2 separate regions of the Mus musculus genome follow, and region 2 is linked to region 1. A link is a contact called in public Hi-C data. All regions are on one chromosome and are shown on one strand. The core of a region is the stretch at or near the end of the contact, and the rest is flanking DNA. Distances in the headings are between cores, read along the strand shown.

Region 1 (2,888 bases), core at 125-2,624:
ATAGAGGCCTCAGAGATCTGCATTTTAGGGATAATGGAGCAAGAAGAAGGAAGGCAAAGTCAGGTAGATCAGCCCTACCCAGAGTTCCTCACTCTGGATTAAGTTTTCTTGGGAGACAAACAAAAGTCCACCTCATTGTCGGTTGGCTGTTTCAGTGGGGGTTGAGTCTGTCCCTCACTCACATAGGATGTTCCTCTTGACTGGTTTCAAGACACTAAGAAAAATGCATGAGAGATCAGTCAGTGATGCAGTGTAATGTAAGCAGGATGGTTGGGGTAAGGTGTCATGAGGACTTAATACCAAGCCCTCGACATGCCACACTGTGAACTCTGAACCTGGAAGAAGTGAGCCAGGTGAATTGGGAAGTGTGTTCCAGAAAATAAGGAATCGTAAAAGGAAAATACCACACAGGATAGGAAAACTATGACCCTGTGATCAAAATCCAGCCAGGAAGCCAAGGTGGTTGACTCTGAGAACTTTTCCTGTTATAATTCCTTGAGGCAGAAGTCCTTCCTTCCCTCCAGACCTGGGAGAGGCTGGGCAACTTTGCAGAGGCAACTTCTATGGATGTCTTCCAAAGTATGATCCAGTTAGAAGCCTTGAGCTTCATGGCTTGGCCGATGTGAAACTCTCTTTATATTCCCATTCAAATATTACCTATTGTTAAAAGCTGCAACAATTCTCACCTTTGCTTACGGGCTGGCTCTGTTGACAAACTCATCACAGCCTTTGTTCGTGGTGAGGTACCATAGATATTGGCCATAATGTTCATTTTTAAAAAGGTTTTTTCTTCTCTCTCCCTACTACCCCCTTCCCCACCTCCCCTCCCTTTCTGCTAGGTCTCCCCCCTCCATGTGTGTGTGTGTGTGTGTGTGTGTGTGTGTGTGTGTGTCCATGCAGATACTGGAAGAGGCCAGAAAAACAATGTCTGATCCTCTGGAGCTGGAGTTACAGGCAGTTGTGAGCAACCATGTGGGTGACTGGGACTTGAACCCAGATCCCCTGAAAGATAGCAAGTGTTCTTAACCACTGGGCCATCTTTCCAGGGCCCCTACTGTTCATTTTTATTATGAATAATTTGTCATTTTGCTCTAATTAATATACATCTCTTATCCCCTCGACTAAGGTATGGGATAAGAACTACATCTTCAGAAAGTTTTTAAATCCATTTTGGCTGTGGTACTTTCCAACGGAAAGTGTTCAGTAAAAACATTCTTCAGGCCCAGTGAATGAATATTTCATTCAACTATCTCAGAGGCCAGAAATACAATAGAGAGAACCCAATGTGTCCCCGTCCCTCCCTTTCGCCAGGAAGATATGAGTAGCTAAAGTATTTGGTGCTATATATAGCCAGTTGATGTCAGCTGGATGCCAGTCTTCTCAGAAAGGCTCAGTCCCCTGTTTGAGTCAGATCGAGGGACCATGCCGTTCCAGGTTCAAGGATAAAACCCATTGGGCCCAAGTGCCGTCATATTCCACCTTCAGTGCCTTCCTCCACAATTGGGATTCACCCCTGCTGAAAAGCGCAGCCTGACAGCAAGGTGAGTGGACGGTTTCCTAAAATGTTTTATTAGTCAGTTGGCCCCAGAGGTTCAGAGTTATGTGACTCATAAAAGGATGGTAACCCTTTGCTGTAAAGGGTAGCTTTCAACGCTGACTTAAAATGTACCAAATAGTCTGGCTGAATGTGACCTCTTCCTCACTCTTAAGAGTTTGCTGGGAGTGATGTCTCCTGATGCTCGTGGGATGACAGCCAGGAGAGAAGCACTGTCAGATGAGAAATAACATGTAGGAAAGAGAGGGGAGAGCAAGGAGGCTGGCCCCCTCCCTGTTCCTCAATGCATAGTGGTCAATGTACTGGGTCATGTACAGAGGCTGGGTCGGAGACTGTCACCCTCTGCCCTGGGACATGAGCTGCTGATAGGCATGTGCAGTGTAGACAGACAAGCAGTCTATGTTGGCCTTTCAGTAAAAAAGCAGTAGCTGATTCGTACTAACGAAGGGAGATTTTCTCTTTCAGAAAGGATGATTGTAAAGAACCCTTCACACTGCCTCAATCATGTCCCCTTACTTTCAACAGGGAACAAAAAACTATGCTATCACATAGTGCCATGGTGAAGCAAAGGAAACAGCAAGCATCAGCCATCACGAAGGAAATCCATGGACATGGTACCACTAAAAGCTCTTCATCGTCTTAATGTAGCATGGCACGGATTTAGGTCCTTTCTGATGTTAATATTCTATAGTTTACTTCCTGTCTACCATAACAAACGTGAGACGCCTGGGGGGCTTGGGGGTGGTCGCTGTAGAGAAGCCTATGGCAATGCATCCCTTTGCAGCCATCCTTCCTCATCTGAAAGCTATTTTCAGATGAACAACTGCTGCAGAAGGAATGAAGCAAGCTGACAGCTGATGCTCACTCCCGGGCCCGCCTCTCACATTATCAGTGAACTTGATGCTTGTTAATTTTGTTTGCTTATAGACAATGGTCACACAGCCCTATCTTTTTTGTTCTTTCGTGATTACTTTTACTTTGTATTACTTAAAAAATTCAAAATACGTTCTACCAGCCTTTGAAATTTTTCAAAACAAACAACTGACTGCATAGAATTTCATGTTCAGTGTTTAACCCTGACACCAGCATTCACAATTAGCAATTGATTTACTAACATAGATTGCATGCAAAACCAACTTTATTAATACTTTCTGAAAATGAGTTTTTTTTGTGAAAACAACTTAATTTTAATATTTGACAGATGCAAGATATTATTTCAATAATAAATAATATTTTTATTATTTTAAAATCCTAGTAAATAGTTCTGGAAGACCTTATATTTTACTTGTTAAAAAGGAAATTCATTTCGTTCATGAATAAAGATTAGCATACT
Region 2 (2,888 bases), core at 235-2,734, 120 kb before region 1:
GGAAATGTTGAGACTTGCATAAGCCACTGACATATTAATAGAGTTAATTTCAAAAGCCCTATCATCCAAGTTGGCGCTCCCAGGGGCCATTATGTCAATCAGCAAGTCAATCAATTAATCATCAAGAATTTACTGGATGCCAGTTAGACATCCAGAGGAGTCTTGTTTATCATCTGCTAGCTGCACTGGGCCCTGTGCAGGGCTGGGTTCTGTGTCCTTACATTATCCCTGATCTAGGATCTAATTCTGTATCATGCCGTCCATAGCTGGCCGCCCTCATGGTCATCCCAGGTTGCTGAGCTATATTTTACACGAACATCATTGTTTACTGCATAATTCTGTTGCCCGTAATAATGTGAAGAGAAGGGGGAGGTCAGCTGTTTAATCCTCCAAAGTGACTGGCCATGCAGCAGTCACTGACTCTACTAGATTCTCCTCGGACTGTTCATTAAATTAAAATTAGAAAGTCTAGAATGGTAAGAGAGATGGCTGAACATTTAAGAGCGCTGGCTGCTCTTGCGGAGGACCCGGGTTCAGTTCCCAGCATTCACCTGACTGCTCACAACCATCTGTCCACATTTCCAGCTCCAGGGGACCTGATGCCATCTTCCAGCCTCCACAGGCACCAGGCACATACATGGTGCACAAACAAACATGTGAGCAAAACATTTATAACACATCAAATAAATAAATCATCTTTATAATTAGAAATTCTACAGATGAGTATGTAACTTTATGAAGAAAGCTTCCTTCTTCCTACAATTCCATGTACACCCAAAGCCCCAGTTTTTATCCCAGAAGACATTTGGTTTTTAGAGTTTGGAGCCCCTTTACAGATTAGGATTAGTATTTAAATTGGGTACATCCAACCTGCAGCCCATGGGCAATATGCATCCCGTGGTAGCTACGCATGTGGCCCAACACATTTTGACCACAAAGTCAAAAGGTTGAATATTCCTGAACACCCCCAAATCCATGCCTTTCTGAAATCAGTCAGCTACCTGACACCTGCACACAGAATATATTTCCAATCTGTGCATCTTTCCCCTTAGTCTCCAACATTACATAGTGAAGTGTGATAGAAAACATACAACTTAGAAAGCCGCTTAAGACTTCTATCTGTTTATTTTTTATGGGTCAAGGTACATAAAGCAAAAATGGTCTCTTAAAATGTCAACTCAAATTAGAATTTCTGTGCCAAGAATGCCGTGTGCCTGTCCTTCTAGGGCACCCTGAGTACTCTGAACATTGAAGATTGCCAACAAGGGCTAGGCACCTCGACAACCCAGATAAGGTATGAATAGTTTAGACTGCCTCATTTCTGAGAGTTCATGAATCTTAAAAGTAGCCCCCCAAAACTTGACCCCACCATTGGCTGCACACTGATGGTACCCAAACTTTCTATGTGAAATGTCACTGGCTCCTTCCAAGTCTGAGACATGGTAACCACCATATGTGGTTATTTCTAATAATAGCAATGGTCTATGGTTTCATGTCTGACAGCTTCTGGGGTGCCTTTAGTATTGACTCATGCCACCTTGTATTGTGCAGAGCACAGTTCTCTGAGGAGACTTGGCACCCAGTTTTGCCCGCTTTTCTCTCCAGACTCCATTTCTAGCTGGTGGTGTACAAGGGCGTTCCTCTCCACCTTACCTCGACATTGAACAAACGCTCAGGCTGTGTGGGAGGAGCCAGAGAAAACCTTTTTTTTTCCATTTGATAATTGTATTGCTCTCTCTCAGCTTCCAAGAGCTCCCCCTACCAACACCTCTGAAAGGCCAGGAAGCAGCAGTGGATTGCTACTGTCCGTTTCTGGGTATTGCAAATGGGTCTCAGGTTCCACTCATAAAGTGAGAGCAACTTCGCTGAGTTATGCCAAGCCGAAGTCATTCGGATTTCTCAGCATCTGTGTGGCTGCTTCATGTGAAAATGCAAACAAATATAATCTCTAATGAGTTACTTGGATATTTATTGGAAGAAGTTTAAGAAGTTTAAATCGTGTTCGTGGGACAAATTAATATCTGTAGAATAAAAGATAATCTATGATTTTCTTCTAGGAGCAGGATAAAGTTTATTTTCTTTCATGGCATAGAATAGAATGTCCAAATAATGCCAGGTAGAACTTGCTTTTTATTTTTTAGAATTTTGCTTTGGTGAGAACCAGGCATACTGCTTTTAACTCTTCTTATTTCACTTGTTAAAATGGACAGGATCCAGGTCCATCCGATCTTTCTTCCTTCATTCATTTATTTATTCTTCCTGTGGGGTGTGTGTGTATGTGTGTGTGTGTGTATGTGTCTGTCTGTCTGTCTGTCTGTCTGTGTGTGTGTCTGTGTGTGTATGTATGTATGTACACCTTTCAAGAATCAGTTCTCTCTTCCTCTTGTTGCTGCATTACACAATAGCCTAGCTGGCTTGTGAGCTTCTGGTCACTTTTCCTGTCTCTAACTCCCACCCCAAACTAGGAATTCTGGGACTGAGTAAGTGTGTCACGACATCTGGCTTTTTATGTGAAATCTGGAGATTAAATTAGGTCGTCAGGTTCGGAGCCAAGCAAGGGCTTTTACCATCTGAGCCACTTGCCAGTCCGAGATCCATTTCCTTATTTAGCAGTGACTCACTTGAAGAGAAGAGGGTTTCTAAGACTATTTAGTTAGATTGCCATCTAAGCAGACACAGTCAGTGTGCGTGGAGACAGCGCATGTGGCCTCTCTCATCTCCCAACCTGGGCATGAGCTAGTGATAATACTCATCAAAACTTTTGATAAGATCGAAGTACTGTGGAGACCCAGGCAATATGCATGACCACTATGTGTGGGCTTTTTATTTGACTTCTGCGTTTTCCATAGCATGAAAGCTGCATATTATTATCCTAACTTTGGAAAAAA

Evidence for each region. Hi-C and Micro-C count contacts between places; a contact is called where the count stands out from the background.
Region 2: a contact with region 1 is called in a Hi-C map of myocytes, with 3 times the contacts expected there. The contact joins the enhancer-like site here to the promoter of Myoz2 in region 1. A contact is called at or near these places in 1 of 15 datasets of contacts at CTCF or cohesin (the NIH/3T3 cell line), 3 of 484 Hi-C or Micro-C datasets (the C2C12 cell line, cardiomyocytes and myocytes), 1 of 115 datasets of contacts at active chromatin or transcription factors (cardiomyocytes) and 2 of 9 other capture datasets (adipose tissue and liver).

Annotation. Positions count from the first base shown.
Region 1 is chr3:123,033,473-123,036,360 of GRCm38.p6, reverse strand. Myoz2 (myozenin 2) reads left to right here and starts at 1,374. Exons shown (of 6, transcript NM_021503.2): 1 at 1,374-1,541; 2 at 2,081-2,169. The coding sequence starts at 2,094.
Region 2 is chr3:123,150,432-123,153,319 of GRCm38.p6, reverse strand. The region is part of intron 1 of Synpo2 (synaptopodin 2); the gene reads left to right. Among named protein-coding and RNA genes, the nearest start is that of Synpo2, 84 kb to the left of the region's middle. Within about 2 kb of position 1,484, at least 13 of the 459 cell types and tissues checked have an H3K27ac peak or open chromatin away from gene starts, as enhancers often do. A contact at or near this core is called in myocytes, where this site is marked.